Regions from separate parts of the Columba livia genome. Here region 1 is linked to region 2. The links are chromatin contacts, called in public Hi-C maps. All regions are on one chromosome and are shown on one strand. The core of a region is the stretch at or near the end of the contact, and the rest is flanking DNA. Distances in the headings are between cores, read along the strand shown.

What was found. Hi-C and Micro-C count contacts between places; a contact is called where the count stands out from the background.
Region 1: a Hi-C map of liver shows a contact between it and region 2, with 2.3 times the contacts expected there. The contact joins the promoter of LOC102094287 here to the promoter of CD274 in region 2. A contact is called at or near these places in 2 of 2 Hi-C or Micro-C datasets (crop and liver).

Annotation. Positions count from the first base shown.
Region 1 is chrZ:59,996,358-60,002,336 of bColLiv1.pat.W.v2, forward strand. LOC102094287 (monocarboxylate transporter 13) reads left to right here and starts at 2,767. Exons shown (of 6, transcript XM_065046042.1): 1 at 2,767-3,072; 2 at 5,966-5,979.
Region 2 is chrZ:59,859,167-59,865,038 of bColLiv1.pat.W.v2, forward strand. It overlaps CD274 (CD274 molecule), which reads left to right and starts at 2,740. Exons shown (of 8, transcript XM_065046049.1): 1 at 2,740-2,871.

The DNA of each region.
Region 1 (5,979 bases), core at 1,517-4,016, 140 kb after region 2:
TGTCAGGCTTGGGGCTGTGGCACCTCCATGGGGAGCCTGTTCCAGTGCTACACCACCCTCTGGGGGAAGAACCTTTCCCTAATGCCCAACCTAAACCTCCCCTGCCACATCTTTCTCACATTCCCTCGGGTTCTGTCATTGGTCATCAAAGAGAAGAGTTTGGTGTCTGCCCCTCCTCCTCCCCTTGTGAGAAAGCTGTAGCCACCATGAGGTCTCCTCTCAGTCTCCCCCTGGCTGAACAAACCAAGTGATTTAACCGTTTCTCATACGGCTTCCCCTCCAAACCCTTCACCACCTTTGTAGCCCTCTTCTGGATGCTCTCCGGTAGCTTTATATCCTTTTTATCCTGTGTTGCCCAGAACTGCACACAGTGCTCCAGGTGAGGCCGCACCAGTGCAGAGCAGAGCAGGACAATCACCTCCCTTGCCCAGCTGGCAATGCTGGGCTTGGTGCACCCAGGACACAGCTGGCCCTCTTGGCTGCCAGGACACACTATTGGCTCATGTTCATCCGTCCTTTCACCTGAGGACAGCTGACTGCTCGGAGACTTTGCCAGGCTCTGTGTGTATTTATGGCAGGCTGGCCTTTTACATTTGTGCAGTTTATTTAAATAAAAATTACACTGCGGAGACTTGTTTCCCTCATGTACTGCAATAATAATAAACAGCCAATAGATATCTTGTATCTTCTTTGAAAGCAACCCTATTCCAACTGAGAAATCGGTGAACAAATTCTCTGGTGGTGAAAGGGAGGAAATAACTTTTAAATCAATGTAGCTGAAACCGTTTACAGCAGCACAGAACACAGTCACTATTTCAGATTCAAGATTATTAGGAAAAAGGCATTTTGAAAAGCATGTATAGCCAGCCCCTGTTTAAAGCATTGCCAGTTTTGTTCTACAAGCCTAATAGTAAAAGCCACGACATGGATGACTCCTGAATGGTTAAATAATTCTTTATGACGTGATTGGGCAGAATTTAAGCATAATCTCTTCCTAATCATGAATCACCGTTATTCTCTGAAGTACAGATGTTCCAGGCAGATTCTCATTTCACTTCACACCAAATGTTTCATATAGCCGTCTCCCTATGAACATATTATGCGCTTGTTCAAGCGCTTAAAGTAAAAGCTAGCCCTTGCACTTAGTGACAGCTGAGCTGACAAACTAGATCTGAGCAAGTGACTCGTCTTACCACCTGGAATAAGCTGTTTTCTCCAATGTAGGAATGGAAACCTGAAAGCTCTCTTCAGTGTGTCCTAAAATGCTTACATGCTAAACAAGAAATAAACTAACTAGTATTTATACAATTACAGTCTAAACTTTTTTTTTTTCTTGTCTCTTAAGGAGAAGTGAGAGAGGCTTAGGTTTAATTTTGAAATGTAAAATGTGGAGAAAAATGGTAGGTGATTAGAGAGAAATACTATACAAAGCTGAAGGTATAGCATAAAGATTCTATACGCTGACAGAAAATCGTGAAAATAGTGTTTTAGCCTGTGAGCAGTGTCACTGCTGACAATTTACTCGGAAACTTTGTCTTCAAGTAAGCTCATAATTCAGTTATCATTCCTCATTGACATCACTGAATTTACTTGCATTTCCTTGTCTATAAGGCAGAGCTTCCAGGCTCACAGCTTCACAGGAGTGTGAATGTACTAATTGTGCTATCACTGCCATGTGAATTTATCCTCTGGATTAAGCACCCTCATCTGCCAAATTTTGTTTCTGTCCACATTTTCTGCCTTCTGCTTTGTGAAGGCACCCAACTGATTTCTCTGAATTGAGTAGCTGCCCTGACATATTATTTTGCCCAGCTGGATGGGTCTACCACTCTGGTTCACTGCCTAAGTGCCCACATTGTAGCAGGAAGGTGAAGAAGGGATGGCAGCAACTTTTCTGTCAGCAGTACCCACTTAAATAAATACACTTCAAAAACTGCCCCATAATTTTTCTTAGCCATGTTTTTGACTTCTCCAGCACTACAAAGCAGTCCTAGAGAATCCTCCCAGTGAAAGAAAATTTTAATGTCACCACACCAACTTGTTGATTTCCTACTTCAAAAATGCCCCAAATTATAAATTATATCTGTTTCTTAGTTATGCAGGTCAACTGATCAATTTGTATGTTCATACTTCCCCTTAGCACACACAACTACACAGATCACTGATCAAGTCCTAAGGTAAGCACACAAGCGTGTAAATAATAATACTACAGAAAGTGACAAGCTACTGCAACAATCCACACTCCCCCCTCAAGTGTTTCAATAGCAGGGAATAGCCCAGTGCAAGGCAAATTGTTAGGAAAGACAGAATCAATTACAATAAGCTAGCAGTGAAAGTGTGAGGATAGAAACTTTACAAGATCCAGCAGTATATAAGGAATTGGGGGCCATTAAAAAAAACAAAACAAAACAAAACAAAAACACAACAAAGAGACTGCTCCGACACAGTGAAAGGTTCTGACCATCCGTGTTGCAGGCTCAGGACCTGGAGAGCATATTCAAGCTTCCCATCATCTCTGTGGTTGTTTCAGGCTATGTGATGCTCAGCTGTAGCCAACATCTGCCCAGCAGAACAGTCACAAAGAAGCCACAAATAAATTCCGTATTTGAACAAACATTGACAGTAACTGCCCCAAAACATCAGAGAGTTTAAGGGCAGCTGACACACCCAAACTTTCTAATTGGCCCAGTAGTTAAGTTTAATAAAAACTACAGACAGCAGTCCAGGTCTAGTACAAGTACAGTGCAAATATGTTATAAAATTTGCCTTCTCTCATTCCCTCCCTCCATCCCTGATTTTGCTTTCTTTGATCTCTAGTCAGAACAGAACTTTGTTTTTCTGAGTGTAGGTGGAGTCAAATGACTTTTGGGGAGGTGAGGAGGGGATTCTTATAAAATCTGACAGCTTACACATCCTGAATGAGACAAGTTAGTTTGTTCAGATAGACTGTGCACGCAACGCACAATAGGTAAGATGACCCAGCGGTTTACAGCAGAACTGAAGAACATACATACGACTGGAAGGTGAAGAAAGAGCTTCATATCACATAAAAGCCTGGGTTACCTGAATAAGGTACTTTATGCTATACTTTACTTTTGTTTCTTTGTACTGCCTGCTCAGAACGTTCAGCACCTCTTGTCCATCCTCATGTGCTTTGTCAGTAAATTATGTCATAGGTCGTATCGATTAGACTGGCTCTTACTAAAATAATGAAGTTAGAAAGGAGAATTTTGTTATGAGGTCCTCTTGAATTTGTGTCTGAAGAGCAATAACTAGCACGGCTGTGTTGTATTTGAAGCTGTGGTGACATGAGAGCATCAGCAGAGACAGTCTGAGTGTTAGATGAAGACCAGAAGTGTGACAAACATAGTAAGTACTTGTTGCCTGGCTGCGCACAAAGGCACATATATGAAGGAAGTTTCAGCATAAATGACAATTTATTTCTGTGTTTCTTTCCATCTTCTTTCTAGTACAACGATTTTAAAAAAGATTCTATTAGCTAATCTGTTGTCAATTTATTAAAGATCTACTTTGGGTTTAATTACATAGTCTAGTTAATACTTCTCTCCCAGTATCAGCCTTTGCTAAAAGTAGTTTTCCCTTTGTGTACATCAAATGTGTTCTTTTCTTCTTCTTCTTTCCCCTTTTTCTTTTCTTTTTCTTTTTCTTTTTCTTTTTCTTTTTCTTTTTCTTTTTCTTTTTCTTTTTCTTTTTCTTTTTCTTTTTCTTTTTTCTTTTTCTTTTTCTTTTTCTTTTTCTTTTTCTTTTTCTTTTTCTTTTTCTTTTTCTTTTTCTTTTTCTTTTTCTTTTTCTTTTTCTTTTTCTTTTTTCTGTTCCTTTTCATTTTCCTTTTCCTGTTCCTTTTCATCTTCTTCTTCTTTTTCAAATCCAAGGTAGAGTACCATGCTTGCCCTGGAAACCCAAACCAAACCCACACTAACAAGTCCTGTTTCTTCATCTAAGCATGGAAAAACTTAATACTCACTTATTTTGTCTTCTTGTTTCTGCAAAGTGCTAAGTATCACCAACCCACAGGGAGTCTACCCCACCTCTGAGAGAGAATGAATTCAGTTATTTGGGAAGCTTTATGTACAAGTTGCATGAAAACAAGAAGGCTAGGATTCGTGGCAACAACTTTCTTGATTCCACCAGCAAGTTGTTCTGCAGTGCGCAGTAAATATATTAAACTAACATGCTCTTTTGTGAAAAGCAAATTAGAAAATGGAGCACAAGATAACCAAAGTAACACAAGTATCAGTCTTCACAAGTTTATGTGGCACCCTAAAATGCAAGCAGACAGACCAACTTTATATAATTTAATTCTATTTTTGTCTGATAAGCCTTCTGAATCATTGCCAGGAATAAAAGCTTGGAGAACTTGTAAAACATGAATAGAGGAACAGCCCCGGTGCCACAAAAGGCACCTTTGTAGCTATCCAGCTGCAAAGATAAAGGTTGCGCTTTTGCCTGCATGTTCATGCTAGCAAATTTTGCCATAAGGGGAATGATACTACAGGCTGATGCACACACCAAGCAGAGATGGTAGCTTGTGGCTTTCCTGATTGAAGCCCCTGTATCACAGGTCATCCATTCCTGCTGCCATAGGAAAGCTCGGAGGCAGAGGGATTCTAGGCAGAATCCCAGTACATCCAGGCATGGCTTTACATTCTTTGAGGGATCATGTATGTGGCTAAGCACAACAGAAAGGACAGTTTCCCTGCAGTTTTTTTCCTCCTTTCTCTTAAAAGGTTAGTTTCAGTGGCAAGAGGAGAAAGTAAAGACATTAAAACCTTACCATTTACCATTACTCAATATCTAAGATCAAAAAGAAATCCTGGGTGTTTATTTCAGCTTAGTTTTTTCTCAATTACGTGCTTGTAGTAAACTTTCACTTGCAAGTGAGGGAGAGATGAAAGCAGAGCACAGTTTAGTAAGAAACGTCTACCCATTGCAACATCTGTGGTTTCTTCTACGTTGTCCAGGCATTCTTGCAACTCCCTACAGTATGTAGCTGCACTGCCCTCAAATCTGTAGGGCTCCTGGGAGATAACTACCGCATTGATTAATCATGCAAACAAAATAGTAATTTCGTTTTGGAGCTGCACGTAACACCAGGGTCGTTGAAAGAGACTGGAGGCTTAATTCTGAACTGTGACATGAAAGATGTATTTGTGGTCAGGAAAAAGACTGTTTATTTAAGTATTGTGAGCAGTAGAGCCTGATATATGCTCCTAGGGCAGAGTTTGCCTAATGAAGGTGAAGGGTGGTGGGTGGTGTCAGGAAGTAGAAGATTTTAGCATGCCTTGTTTAGTCTGAGTGCTGTCTTGTAAGTAGAATTTTTCCTGTCTGTCTTGTGGCAGAAACCATAATCCCTTGCCCAGGCATGTCCATGCAGAATGCAGTAACATCTGTATCACTCTGCCTAGGCAGGCTCATTTAGCCTGAGTGTTTTATCCTGTTTTATGTTCTTCAGTACCTCAAAACAAATTAAGACCATGCCGTTTGAGCCCAACAATATAAGAAGACATGGCTACAGCTTGACCTAGATTCTGTATTTTTTTTTTAGTATGTGAGCACTAATCAAAGTATTAAGGTTTTCAACCTCACAAAATTAATGATCTCTAAAAGTATTGGCTGCATTTGACGACTGAGAAAACAGTAGTACAGCAAGATCAAAAAAAGCTTGGTTAAGGTCACTCAGAAGCTGTGGGAATGAAAACCAGATTCCTTCATACAGACCTCAACCACAAGGCATTTTTCCCTCTCTCGTGGCTGAGTTCTAAGATTTTCAGGATATTGTCTGAAACCTTGTGCAACTGATTAATATGTCTAGCTATGTCTGTCACGCAAATGTGTCCAGTGCCACATGTTAGTCCAAAGTTTGAGCCAGACACATAACAGCAGAATGATTTTGCTTCTGATCCCTACAAGACTCTGACAGCTTCTTTCTTCTACCCTTTTGCAGTGTTTTAGGTTCTC
Region 2 (5,872 bases), core at 1,490-3,989:
AATTAATAAAATCACCTAGTCAAAGATTTCTAAATGGGGCCTTAGGTCCTACCAAATGACCCTGAAGTGGTCACAGCTGTAGCAATATCAGATTTAAGAGAAACCTTTGAAGTAGAAACAGGATATGGAGATACAAATGCCTGGGTAGAATGGATCAAATATACAGTGCAAAGACTAAAGAACAGCAATTGCTATGTGTGTGCATTGGGAAGGCCTGTGGCACAAGTAATACCCTTTTCTCTGGGATGGGGCGAAGATTGACAGGGGATGGAGTGCATCTTAGACTTAAAACAAGACTCTGTGGCGTGGGGAAGTAAGTCGTGTCATACTCTCTCCCTACTATTTCCAGCCTTACAGGAGAAAAATATCAAAATTATTCTGTGATTTTCAGGAATAATTGGAAATCATCCTGCCTGTCTCTCACGATGGGGCAGGAATGATACCAGGTTCCTAGGTACATGAGTAGGTGTGAAGAGACACAGGTAGTTGGTCCTAATGCTTCCTTAAATGTTTATCAAATGTTTATCAAGTGGATCTTTGGTGGTACTGTGGGAAGATGACACTTCATTCCATTTCCCACCCTGCACTGGGAAGGTACCTGTGATTGATACTGTTCAATTGGCAATTCCTTTTACCCTGGCATTTGAACACTGATTCATCGGTGCAACAGGAAAAGGAGTTTAGGGTTTTCCTTTGATGACAGAGTTTATCTCAGTTCAATTAGGGTTACCAGATGGGTCCCCAATGAACACAAAGCAAGAAATCAAGTAATGGTGGGTTTTGAGTCCTTTTTACTCTGGTGGATAACTATAAACAAGAATGTAGACTGGGTATGTTAGTTATTATAACCAACAATGATTTATGAATGTTACTAGACAAGCAGTTAAAGGAATCGCTGAACAATTAGATGCTACTAGTAGAATGACGTGGAAAAATAGGATGGTCCTAGGTGGCAGAGAAAGGTGATACATGTGTAACTAGAGGTTTGCAAGGACTTAGAATTTTAGCAGAAGAATTGGCTGAGAATTCAGGAATAGATAGTCAGCTCTTGGGATTATTAGAATCTTGGTTTTGAAAATGGGAAGAAATTATACCTATTTTTACTTCTTTAATCATAGTAGCAGGAGCACTAACTGCATCATTCTGAGTGTCCGAGGACTTGGTTAACACCTTATTGAGAAAGCTCCATCAAAGCAAATGCCTTTAGGGCCACTGCAATACTCAGATAAAACGATGCTGCTAAAAGAACAAGAAGAAAGAAGCAACAGCAAACGCATAACTCCTGAATAAAGACGTGAAATCATGTTGTCTAGAATTGAAGCCACCTATAGAACTATACCATAAGAAAATGCAAAACAACAAAAATAAAAAATAAGGAGAGGAGGAAATTGTAAGGAATGTTTAATGAAGGAGTGCTGTTTTTACAAAACTGAGAACCTGGTGCCTGAACCCAGTGGGGAAGAAGGACCGAAAGATATCAGACTACTAATCCTTAATGTAAAACAAAGTCTCTTCCAACTAATCCCAGAACGCAAACTGATACTCGTATATACAAGTTAATCTAGGGGAAAGAGCAGCCGAAGAGCCAGGAACCCATATTTTAAATAGATTGATATAGGGAAAGCTATTTTTTGGATTAGATGAATGAAGTATGTAAACTGAGGCACACATTGGGTAGTCTTGTCAACCCTGCAGTACCCAGCCAATGGGCAACAGGGGAGGGAATTTGTGGCTGGGATTTGGGGGGGATATAAGCAGGGTTTTTTTGCCTTATTATGTGTGCCTACCTTTAGGTAGAACACCCAGTCTTGCAAAATCATTGTTAAAATATGCTTTGCTGAGTGATCCTGCCTGGGCCTATTACATTTGCAAGCTGTTTCCTACAGATGCTATGCAATCACTCAGATTTCCAGTCCTTTGACACCAGTCTTCCTTCACCTAAGTAGATTTCATCATGAAAGCCATCTATTTGGGGATCAAAGGATATTATTTCACCATGAAACTGTTTCCTGTTTGGAAAAGAAAAAAAAGACAAGCACCCATGATGCGTGAGCGATGTGCCGTGCCGCTCCTGCCACGTACCCCTTTTCCTGAGGTGTACTTCCTCTCTACTGTTATTTTATTGTATTTTGGTTTGTGTTATATTTTAGCTTCCAGGTTAAGAAAGGTAGTTGGAGAAGAAGGCTTTATGTGCAAGCAATTATTATTTTACCGTTTCAACCTAACAACTATTACTACTGGCTTATCAGGAGCAACTCTGTGGAGTGTCAAGAATGTTGCAGTTCAGTCCTAATGAAGAAGGGTAGTCTGTGCCTAAGCAGCCCTCCTGAAATTAGTAGGCTTTCAGGGTTGCTGAGATAAAGTTCAGGACCCAGATAATTTTGATTCCCGTGTCAGACATCTGGAACAAACCAGCGACTATCAATTCTTGGACATAGATGATAATAAAAATCCTAGTTTTTTTATTTGTGTTTTACAAACACTAAGGAATGAGCAAAGAGTGGCGGCGCTGCTCGCTTTCGGTTTTGTTTACCGAGAACCCGTGGCTTTTAGGAAAGGGAAAGGTCTGCCGGGAGGGCACCCCGACTGCAGCGCTGGGAAATACGGGCTGTGAGCACTGCGCCGGGGCTTTTCGTGCCGGCTTTCCGCGGAGTGCCGAACTGGGGAGGGCCTCCATCGTCAAACCCGCAGCGGGGGCGGGCGGGGAAAGCCGCGGCGGGGTCCGACGGCCCGGAGTCCAGGGGAGGGGGCGGAGCGGGGCGAGCCGGGCCGGGCTGAGGCGGGGCGGCCGTCGCCCCGCAGAGCCGCTGCGGCCGCCGACGGGAGCAGGTGCCGGGCGAGGTGGCCCGCAGTGCCCTGAGGGTCCGCCAGGTAGGGGCTAGGCGGGCAGGGGTCAGCCGGGAGGGTCTTTGCCCCACCAGCCCCCGGGTCCGCTGCCTGCGAGGGCGGGAGCGGGTGTTTCTTCGCCCCTAGACACCTGGAGGGGCAGGCGGCAAGGGGCGCAGGGACAGCATCCTTCAGGGAGAAAAGCTCCCGGGCAGGCTCCAGCAGCGGCATCTGCCGCTGCTGGAGCCTGCCCGGGAGCTTTTCTCCCTTAAGGTTGCTCCGATCATACGTTTTGCTTAAGGGTACCCGATGACAAGCAAGACGGAGCTATTCGTCTGGAAAATCTGTTGCAGAGCAGAGTTAAACAAAACCCCACTCCGCGGTATATAACTATGCTGTAAAACGTGGGCGCGTGTGTGTATATATTACTCTATATAAAACAAATGAAGAAAAAAAAAAAAAAAGGAAAAACCTGTCCTGGTCTTTTATTTGCTCCTAAGTTCTTAAATGGAAAAGCAACCCTGTGACCTCAAGGCAAGCAATGAAAAATTCATGACATTAAAAGCTAGCTACATCAATGGCTTCTGTGGTTTCACAGTCAGTATTTAACAAGTTTGTTTCAGTTTCTTTCTGTTGCTTGCCTTTTATTTCTTTCCCCCGTGGGAAAACATGGTTAAACCTGTAATCAGTGGAAATTAACCTTCATTGGTCTCACCTATTGTGGAAATCTACCTCCTCAATTTTGTAAGGTAGTTTCAGCTTATTAGAACCTGAATGTTACATTCAGCTATTCCATATACCACTGTTTCTGTGTTCCTCCCACACGTCAAGTAAAAAGGTTAATTCTTACCAGTTTTTTGTATTATGTGTATTTTCTTCCATGACAGTTACTGTGAGTGGGCTGTCAAGTATACAGAAGAAAATTTTTCCTGAAAACTTTTAAAGTGATCATTTCACAGTATTTTAACTCTTCTGGGAATCTCAGCTTCTTTTTTTTTTTTTTTTTTTTTTGAGATATGCAAAGACAACGTAAGTGGTGAACTTACACTGAAATGTATGTTTAAAGTTGTGTTTTGTGCTGTTGACCAGGTTATCCCACTATGGTCCACAAGGTAGTATAAGTACAATAGGAGTACATCCTTTGGCTTTTAATATTTATTTTTTTTTTCTGTATTCTTGAATGACTTCTATAATCAAGAAAAACACATAGCTTTTTGTTTTTTGATAAGCTAATGCATAGACATAACAACTTTTCTTGCACTACACCATGGCAAGGCAAGGAGCCTTCATTGTGCTCAAATCTTGGGGAGAGCGTATCTGTTCTTATCACTGACAAAGTCAGCAATGCTTTTGCCATTATTCTTAATTATGATCTCTGCAGAAATGAGTAAGTTGTGTAGAAATTTCTGGTTATTGTTAGCAGTTGTTGGCATTGTTTGAGATTAATACTATAGGGACCCTGAGTTTCTGTAGGTGGATGACTTCTTGCTACTGATGTTCCAAGGACTGTTGCTCACATATAGCTTTGATCAGATGATACGTTTCTTAAAATGCCTGTGGCATTTTATGCACTGATTTTCCCAACATTTCTGTCACTGGTTACAGTGAACCACTGTTAGCAATACAGAATTTTCCCTAGTGGGGAATTCTCCGATAGTGGGGAAGAAGTAGGTAGAGTTACATCAACATTTAAGTTCTGTTACAAGAAGTCTTTGGGCAAATAGTTCTGTTTTTCCTGTCTTCTTCATTTGATTGTGAGGGAAACATAGAGCAGCAATACTGAAAAGCATTTTGTAGAATGAGTATCTTTTTGCTTTTATAAATCTGTGTTTGCAATAGATGTCAGAAGCCAGCAGGAGGAGAGAAGAGGCGTTGTGGTAGCTTACGTAAGAAAAATAGTGAGAAGACTGCAGCTTGGGTAAAGATCTTTGATTGGCATCTAGGTCTTGGGCTGCTTCAGCTGGTCCAGCCAGAAGATCGGTTTGCTGAAGGTGAAACAGGAGAAGAGTCTGTAGTGGTTATTGCAGCAAGTTTCTTCATGTACATCTGGATTTGACCTGGACCTATTTTTTTTTTTTTCCTCTCTTTTTTGATTTTTCCTTTTTTTTTTTTTTTTTTCCTCTCTGAATGTGAAAAATTGAGTACAGCAGCATTCTTTATCACTCTTAAGGAATTTTGTAAGTAATCATTATACTTCCTTTGCATGTAGTAAGGCTTGTTTTCCTCTACAGTGGGAGAAAGCATGCAAATCAAGGTTCAGCAATTGCAGGATACAATCAAGGGTCTTAGAACCGTAAAGCTTACTTGCTGTCATCCATCTTCCAGGAGTTAATCAGGACACTTCTCCTGGAGTTCATACCGACATTCAGATTTCCTGACAAAAAGTAGGTAGGGGTTGCATACGTGGGTATGGGTTGCATACGTGGGTATGGGTTGCATATATGGGTATGGGTATCTTTCCATGACTGTAATGTATATGTTATTTGTTCCGAGCAGTGTCTCAGATACATATTCTACTTTTAAAAGTAGTGGAAACTGTTTTGGGGCTGAGTGTGCTGTAAGTCTGGCCATTCTGGCATGGTGAGTGCAGAGAGGTGCACACCTGTACACATCAGCCTCAGTGGCTTGCTCTTCTGCAGGCTTGCCTCTAGAGTAAGCGTGATCAGAGCGCATTTGCTAGATTGGTGTGCCTCTGTCTCATTTGAGGAGCTTTACTCTGGAGCTTAGCTAGTGCTCAGGACTGCTTGTCACTCAGGTGGTGGCATTGTGATGGAGGCACTCCCGTATGCACATCATGCATCAGTGGAAGCGGTAGGATTAGGCAGCAGTTTGCTTGTGCTTTTAAGAGCATCACTTGTGGCTGAGGAATGAATTGAGTACCTAACCGCATTAAGAAGCTTGCAATTTATTTATCAAGGAAACAGATCTTTCACCCTGAGGATCTTATTTGTATTTTCCTGTCCCTGTTAGCAGAACATCCTTTCATAATTGCTCATGTCTGCCTAGCAATGTATTAGATTTACTCAGTTTCTCAGTTCCATCTGTG